Linked DNA regions of Oryctolagus cuniculus: all the other regions are linked to region 3. The links are chromatin contacts, called in public Hi-C and Micro-C maps. All regions are on one chromosome and are shown on one strand. Each heading gives the region's core, a stretch centred on a gene start, on an enhancer-like site or on the middle of the called end of the contact. The rest is flanking DNA. Distances are from core to core; before and after follow the strand shown. Region 1 has its middle 89 kb from the start of TMX1. Region 2 has its middle 44 kb from the start of TMX1. Region 3 holds the start of FRMD6 (FERM domain containing 6).

Region 1 (2,700 bases), core at 136-2,635, 310 kb before region 3:
GCGCCACAGCGCCAGCCCCCTATATCGTTTTTAAAAGTATATTTTGGGGCTGGTGCTGTGGTGTAGCAGGTAAAACCACTGCCTGCAGTGCTGGCATCTCATATGGGTGTGAGTTTAAGTCCCGGCTGCACCATTTCCAATCCAACTCTCTGCTGTGGCCTGGGAAAGCAGTAGAAGATGGCCCAAGTCCTTGGCCCCCTATACCTATGTGGGAGACCCGGAAGAAGCTCCTGGCTCCTGGCTTTGGATCGGCGCAGCTCCTGCCATTGCGACCATGTGGGGAGTGAACCAGCAGATGGAAGACCTCTCTCTCTCTACCTCTCTTTCTCTCTCTGTAAGTCTTTCAAATAAATAAATAAATGTTTTTTAAAAAGTATATTTTAGGGTTGACGTTTGGCACTGCAATTAAGTGCCACTTGGACATCCACATCCCATGTCAGAGAGCCTGGTTTGAGTCCTGGCTTCTCTACTTCCCACCCTGTTTCCAGTGACTATGCACCTTTGGACACAGCATATGATGGCTCAAGTGCTTGGTTCCCTGCCACTCTCACAGGAGACGGGGCAGAGTTCAGGGTGCCTGGCTTCTGCTAGCCTGGCTCTGGCTATTATAGGTGTCTGGGGGAGTGAATCAGCAGGTGGAAGGTCTGTGTTTTTCTGACTCTCTGCCTTTCAAATAAAATGAAATGAATAGAAATCTTAATTAGTATTAAATAAATATTCCCTTTGTTGGGCTCAGCCGTTTAGGAAACCTCCAGGGATTGTGTGTAGAATCTTGCTACTCCGAAGCTACAGGAGGGTCTCTCATGGCCCGTGTTTCAATGTTCCTTGAAGCTTTTGTTTTCTGTTCCTTCCGGTGCTTGCCCGTCACTCCTGGAACCTGGGCGTCGTGGTCGTGCGGTCTTGGCTCGGGACGCGCAGCAGATAAGACGGCCACTTCCAGAGAGCAGCCACCCTCGCCTTGGCCGTGGCTGAGACTTTTCCCTGGTGAGCTGAGTGCGCCTCTGTGGCTGCCGTTGGCTGGTTCTCCGCCGTGGGCACTGCCGCTAGCCCTGCTGCGGCTTGGCCCTTCTTGCTGCCAACCGTGTTTGCGTCTGCTCTCTCGCTCCCTGAGACGTGTTGGCTGGCTTGGTGCTTGCCCAAGGTGCAGTGGGCTCTCTGGGCCTCCATTCCTTCTAGAAGGGAGCAGAACTTCATCGCTGAGTCATCACTAGTGTGGCAGAGGAAGTCGGAGCAGCTCTTAACCTTGTCCTGTTCCTCTGTGGCTCCCCCTATGCCTCCCAGAACTCTGAGAAGAAGTCTTCAGGGAGGAGGCTCATGGGAAAAGTTGATGTATAGGGGCTAAGAAGTCAGGGTGGGCCCTGCTCGCTTCCACTCTGATCTTGCTGCCCCCCCACCAGCAGGGAGGGGGTCCGTTCACTGCGCGGTGTTATTGAGACTCGCTTCGTGTCCTCACAGCGGGATCAGTGCAGGACGTGCGATGATAGGATCGCATTAGTGCTCAAACAGCCTGCGTCTGCGACGGGCCTCCTCAGAAAGCTGGGTAAGGGGGAACGGATGTAGAAAGAAAAGCCAGGCAGCGAGAGGCGGAGGGGAGAACGGCGGGGAAAGCCCAGCAGAGGGGCAGTCCAGCCTCGGTGACATCCCAGCTCTGTGCGCCTCCTGGCTCGGCCCCGGGTTTTCCATCCCTGCTGTTGTTTCCAAGTCATAAGTCAGCAGGCAGATTGGAAGGGCCTGATGACTGTGCTGCGCTGTGAGCCAAAGGGCGAGCCTCTGGCTGCAGGAGGCCTTGTGGGCGCTGGGCAGCGGGACGTGAGCTGTGCAGCAGGGAGGGACAGTGGGCAGGGTGGCCACTACCTGCAGAGTTCAGCTTTCTCTCCCTCTCTCTCTGATTTTTAATAAGAACCTGGGGTTTTGGCCTGTAGAGGGATAGCCCAATGACTCACTCCCGCTTGGCTGGGATGGGAAATTGCTAAGGTTTTGTTCTCTTATGATTCCAAGTATATAGATTGCAGTAATAATAGATCTTTTTTATTCCCTTTTTAATTTGCTTAAAAAAATAAAAACTTCACAGTCAACAAAACCTTCCCTGTTCTGCCCCAGGTGGGTCAAGTCCTTTTTTTCTTATTTGACCCCACAGTACCCCTCGGACCCATCTAGGCACTTCTCAGATGGGAAAGCTGTGTCTTGCCCCAGATCCTCTTCTCACAACAGGTTGTCCCCAAATTCAGGACCAGTCCCCACTCACTGCTTTCTGTTTTGAGCTTGGTCGTGGCTTCTCTTTTGGGCATGTTCTATCTCTTGCTGTGAGCATTTTTGATTGCTCCAGGTCCTAGCTTGTGGCCTTCCATGGTTTTATTTAAGTTTTACAACAGTGTGAAGCAGGTACGGTCACTTTCTAGAGGAATCCAAGGAGGTTCCAAAGAGTTAAATAAGTTAACCCAAAATCATGCTGTTGGCCAAGGTAGGGTTTGAACCCAGGACCGTCCTACCCCAATGCCTGGCCAGTCTGGAGTCCATGGCCCTGTCACCCCTAAGTTTTCTGGGAATTTTGGTGTCTGTGTACTTTTTTGAGGATAGGGGTCATGGCCGATGTCAGCTTGTCAAAGGGCTGTAGCCCCACAAACCTAAGAACACTGTACTCAACCTAATCAGAGTTGGTAGATCAGTTTGGTTGCAAATGAAGCCCAGCTCAAACTGACC
Region 2 (2,700 bases), core at 162-2,661, 360 kb before region 3:
CGCTGATACCCAAGTAGAAGCCGCAGCTATGAAACATCGCTGCTTCCATCCAAATGTTCTCAGAGTCCGTTCTGTTGTACAGTCCTGAGGCTGGAAGGAAGCTTTCGACAATGAGTCCCCGCACTGCCTCGGAACCGCCTGTGGAACCGGTGGGGCATGGCCTCGGGGGCCCCAGCTTCCGCAGGCTTTGTTGTCTGTGGCTCCTGGCTGTGTTCCCATAACCCAACTGCTGGATCTGTGGAGATGAATTATAATATTGTGATCACTGCCAGAGCAGATTCATTGGAATTATGAGGCAATTTAACGTTCCTGTGCACCTACATCATTGTTACTTGGCAACAACACTATTCTCTTTTTAAAATTCAGGAAACCTGAAACAAAAGTCTAGACACTGGTGTTCTGGAATGACTTCACCCTGATGTGAGGAGGAACACCATCCTAAAAACACCCTCCCGTTCCCAGAATAAACATCAGTCGCTTGGAACAATAGGCTGATGTGGGCCAGTGCAGTCTCTTGCTTTTCCCCATTGTATAAGAGAAGCCGTAAGTGCCCAATGTCTGGCTTTGCTTACAAAGCACCTCTTGGGATTCTAATTCCAGAGTGTGTGGACGGTGTCTGTGGAGTTTTAATGTTTTGCCTTTATTTTGTTTCTGTATTTAAATAATGACATCTTGTAGTGGTAAAGAAAGATACAGTGATTTTTTTTTTCCTTTTACAGGTTGCTATTCAGGACATCAACCTCTAGAGGGAGCAAGAGGGTTATAACTGGGAGTAATCGTAATTCCTGCAAAAGCCCTCAAATCATCTCTCCTTTTCCTCTCCAGGCCAATGGGAAATTTGTTTCAGCAGGTGGGGCTATTTCCTTGAAAATATTCTTGGAAATGGTGTTAGCCCCATCCATTAAGGGAGAGAGGTTTATGAGTTCTTTTCTCCTTACTCCTACTCCACAACAAAATGTTAGGGTGCATAACCAAAAACTAAAGTGTAGGTCATTTTTCATCATTAGAGGGCCTGCTCTCCAGGTGGGCTGAACAACTGGCGCATTGCAGTGTCCTTTGTTGATGGCAGAGTCAAAGCTTTGAGAGAAGGCTTTGTCTCTCGCTGGTCTCCTGCTTTGCTGGGAGTCTTCTCATCATGACTGGTCCCACATAAGTACTTACAACATTCCTTGGACTCAAAGCCTGTGCAGTAATGATAACCTCATTCCAACATGCGCATTTTTCTCTCTCCTCTGTGGCGGTTGCTCAATTCAATACAAGCTTGTGGTGCCTGAGTTTGGATCTTGAAAGTTGTGCTAGAGCCTGCCTGGAGATAGTGTTGGGGTTATTCCTCCTTTGCCTTCTGGGGGTAGACCCTCAGACAGGTTCAAGCCTGGTGCCCTCTGTGGATGGACTTTGGGTACCACCTGTGTGGTGACTGCTGTTTTTAGGCTGCATCTCTGACCTCTCTTTGGAGTGCCTAGTTAATGTTGCCACATGAGTGTCCGACTGGCATTTCAAATGTCCAAGTTCAACCCAGAATTCCCCTCTCACCTACCCCCCCCACACACACACACACACTGCCCCTACAATCCATTTCTTCTCCAGGATTCTCCATTCTAGTGAAAAGGACTACTGTCTGCTTCCCGCCACTGAACCCATCAGGCAATTCTATTAGTTTTTCCTCCAGAACGTGTGTCTCCTGAACTTGCTTGGGTGTCTTTTTCACTCTTACTCTCTGTCCACTTCCATCAGCTAGCAAGCTGTGGTTGTCTCTCACCCAGCGGGGGAAATGATGGCCATGGTCTGGAAAGATCTGTGCTTTGCCTTTTTTCCACCGAGTGTATCTGCCTCCGAGAGAGGATAAAAGAATGCAGACTGGAAGAAAGAGTTGAGATTTGGCTTCTGATATTCAAAAATGGGATTTGCAAAAAGAGTGGCTTTGAAAGCTAGGGTTTTTAGAAAGAGAAAGAGTTTTATGAATGTTTTTAGTTCCCACTTACTTAGGCTGGGCACATAGAATATAAATCTCTCCCATAACAGGTAGGGTGTTTATTGTGTTGCTCTTAATGCCCTGTGATAAGGCTGGAGGTGAGCACATGAGGGCCGTGATAATGAAGGTTGCCTTCCAGCTTGGCTAGGATTTTTGGAGAAGAGAGCCAGGCAGGAGGGAGATGGTCAGTTAGGTATTCTGAGCTTCCTCTGGCTGCAGCCTACTGAGAGGAAAGTCTGTGGAACACCAGGAGGAAGACAGAGGGCCAAAGGGCTCCTTGCTGGCTCCCATTTGGGACACGGGGAAGCAGTCAGCTGGAAGCTCCCTAAAGGACCTTCTTGGCCAATCTGGATGGTGACCCCCGAAACAGATTCTGAGCTGTGCGCAGAGTGGCGGGCCTTTCTCTGTTCTCCTGAGGCATGACTTCAGAGTTGGGAACCAGCAGAGCTGACGTGGCATGGCGTGGCGTGGCGTGTCTGTTGAGATAGGAGACACAGAGGCACTCAAATGGAGCACGGCCAAGTGGTTACACGGCTGGGGCCTCTGCCATTGCGTCTAATGACAAGGGTGTCAAGGGACATTCCCTGGGGCTCGGAGGACCCAGAGGAGCCCGCATGGTTTGGAGGCGCTAGCACAGCGGTCCTCATTGTTCCTGGAATAAGCCACGTCTTCCTGGTCTCAAGCCTCCGCGCTTGCGTAGACCCTCTGTCGGCTTGTACTGAATTGCA
Region 3 (2,700 bases), core at 62-2,561:
GTCCCTCTCCACAACGGAGTGAGAACTTTGAGCCCTGAGTGCAGTATCCTTGTGAACTGCCTGCCTCTGAAGGAATCACCCATGGTGAAGACAGAAGATGAGTTCCTAACCCTGGGTTCTGAGGTACAGCGCCTGAACGAGGCAATCATTCCAAGCGAGCTTCAGCTGTAATGAATACAAACTCTGTTTCTTTGGCATGCAAACAAGGCATCATTTCAACCAGTGACAGCCAGCTTCACGTTTTACGCTTGGATCAAAGGAGCAGGGCAATTTTAAAGTTGGCTTCTGTTAGCATAGGTCGGGTTAGGGATCCTGCGCTTTCTCAGGCCCTCGTCCGTCTCAGCCAGCTGGCAGAGCAGGACAGTCGTACAGCTCGGCCCTTTAGTAAACGGCCCAGCAGGGGCGTCTCTGTTACCTCCGGCAAGGCCAGGGGTCACTGGGTCAGAAAAGTCAACGGAAGCCCTAGGAGGGCCCCGGCCCGGGAGCTGGAGCTCCGCGAGCCGCGGGCCTGGGGTCTGGGCCGGGGCGGCGTCTCTCCCCCACGCGTGCAGCCCGCAGCAGCAGGTGCAGGCGGGCGGGCTGAACCCACAGGTGTCTCAGTGTTATCACAGCATCCTCCCGCCGGCCCCACCCACCGGGAGGGGGCTTAAGTATCTCCGACAGCCCGTGTCTCCCCGACGGGCTGGCGAGGCGGCGTTAGCCGGGGAGGCTCGGCTTCCTCGGCGGCGCCCCTCCAGCCAGACCCGCGACGCGCGGCGTCCCCGGGGCTGGGAGGGCAGGAGGACGCGAGGGGAGAGAGGAGTCACGAAACCTCTTCCGCCTCCTCACAGAGAGGCCTCCCCTCAGTTCCACGGCATTAGTCAAACGAAGCCCAAGCCAAACAGCCGCCCCCGGCCGTCGCGACCGGCCAGCTTAAGGAGCGTCCCAGAGGAGCAGAGGCCCCGCGAGGGATACACCATTCGGCCAGAAGGCGGGGGGAGGGGAGGCAACAGTGTCCCCTGGCGCCCAGGCTCTGTCGCACGGGGCAAGGCCGCCACTTGCAGAGCCACACCGCGGGTCCACGTGACGCTCGTCTCGTGGCCCAGGACCCCGGAATCGGGGCTTCCTCCGCTCGCTCCCGCCGCGGACGTTCCGCATCGCCCCCCGCAGTACGCTTGGTAGGATCCGGGGCGGGGCGGGGTGGGGTGGGCCGGCGCTCCACGTGCGACCGCGCGATCCGCGCCGGGTTCCTGCGGCTCCGCAGCCTCTGCCGCCACCTCGGGGCGGAAAGGGGCGGGGCCTCAGGGGCGGGCCGGGGGTGGAGCCTCGGGGGCGTGGCGGAGGCGTGGGCGGGGGGCGGGGCGCTCCTGTGGCTGCTCTGGCCCGGGCTCTGAGAGGAGCTGGGTAGGTTCGGCGCCGGCAGGAAGACGCTGGGGCTGACGAGAGTCCGACGCCCGGTGCTCGGGACTTTCTCCGAGGTACGAGCGCCTGGGGCCTTCCTGGACTCCCCCACACCCAGCCCGGCCGTGACGCCCGGGCCGCCCGCTGTGCCCCCTGTCGGCCCGGGGCGGCGGCGGCGCCGGGACGGGGTTCGGCGGGGTTTCGGAAGTCGGGAGTCCCGGCGCGGCAGAGCCCGGTCTCCGCGTCTTTCTTCGCCTTCCTGCTGCGCTGGGCGTCGGGCAGCGGGCGGGCGGGCGGGCGGGTCGCCTCTCCGCGAGTCGGAGCTCGCCCACGCTGAGGCGGGAGGACGGGGCCCCGGGGCAGCCGGGCCGCGGGGGAGGCGCGGAGCTGCGGGGCCGCCTGGGCGGCGAGGGCGGGGGGCCGGGCCGGGCCGAGGGCTGCGCTCCCGGGCCCCCGGATTTCAGCGCTCCTGGCGCCGTCCGTCTCGCTCGCCGGCTGGGACCCGAGCCCCGCGTTGTTGGCGGGGCTGTGCCGGGCCGCCTGTTGTGCGCGCGCGGAGGCCGGGCAGCCTGGGCTGCGGGGAGCGACCCGGACCCGCGCGCAGCCTCTGCCCCTCGGCCCCTGGAAGTGTCCGGCCGCGAGGGCTGGAGGCTGAGCTGGGACACGGGTCGGGGGCACGGCCTGCTGACTTGAGGTTCCTGGGGTGGTGGTGGGGGGAGCTGCGGCGCGCAGGCCGGACCCCGGGCTGAAGAGACCTCCATCCAGCCTGTGCTCCGGGCGCTGTCAGCAAGGACAGCTAGGGCCCCCCCTGTGGGCATCGCGAGGCTTAAAACCCCCGCCTCGAGCCCCGGGACGGCAAAGCCTTACTGGTGAGGCTGTTTTCTTAGGGCTTGGATGGGTGGAAAGCTGTCAAAACAGGCATATTGAAAAGTTGCAATGCTAGCCGGCACATTTTTCGGACCATGCAGTTGTGTAAGCACTGTCCAAAAAATGCTGGCTCGTGTACCCCCTTCCACCCTTGCCGGGCTTTCTTTGTTGTTTTCTTCTCTCGTTCTCGTGTGTGTGTGTGTGTGTGTGTGTGTGTGTGTAGCAAGTGTCTGTTTTGCTGCGTTTCCCTCGGGAGCTGTGCACTGCCCGCAGCGGGGAAGGAAAACTTGAGGCGGCGTTCTCGGGTTGCTTTTGACTTTAAACCTGCCTTCCCCTGCCTTTCTGAACGTGGAGAGAGAAGCTGTCTCTTGCTGGGTTTCCCACGTTATGTTTCCTTCCCCTTCTTCTCTGGGACCCGGGCGATGTTTGTTGCTGCTTTTGTAAGCATCTATT

What was found. A called contact is a pair of places that touch in the nucleus more often than the background predicts.
Region 1: a contact with region 3 is called in a Hi-C map of psoas muscle, with 1.9 times the contacts expected there. The contact joins the enhancer-like site here to the promoter of FRMD6 in region 3.
Region 2: a Micro-C map of ear pinna shows a contact between it and region 3, with 6 times the contacts expected there. The contact joins the enhancer-like site here to the promoter of FRMD6 in region 3. A contact is called at or near these places in 4 of 6 Hi-C or Micro-C datasets (ear pinna, embryonic fibroblasts, psoas muscle and 1 more).

What each region holds. Positions count from the first base shown.
Region 1 is chr12:24,911,091-24,913,790 of mOryCun1.1, reverse strand. No RefSeq gene overlaps it. Among named protein-coding and RNA genes, the nearest start is that of TMX1, 89 kb to the left of the region's middle. Within about 2 kb of position 1,385, at least 4 of the 8 cell types and tissues checked have an H3K27ac peak or open chromatin away from gene starts, as enhancers often do.
Region 2 is chr12:24,956,087-24,958,786 of mOryCun1.1, reverse strand. No RefSeq gene overlaps it. Among named protein-coding and RNA genes, the nearest start is that of TMX1, 44 kb to the left of the region's middle. Within about 2 kb of position 1,411, at least 3 of the 8 cell types and tissues checked have an H3K27ac peak or open chromatin away from gene starts, as enhancers often do. A contact at or near this core is called in ear pinna, where this site is marked.
Region 3 is chr12:24,599,494-24,602,193 of mOryCun1.1, reverse strand. FRMD6 (FERM domain containing 6) reads left to right here and starts at 1,311. Exons shown (of 14, transcript XM_051822842.2): 1 at 1,311-1,457.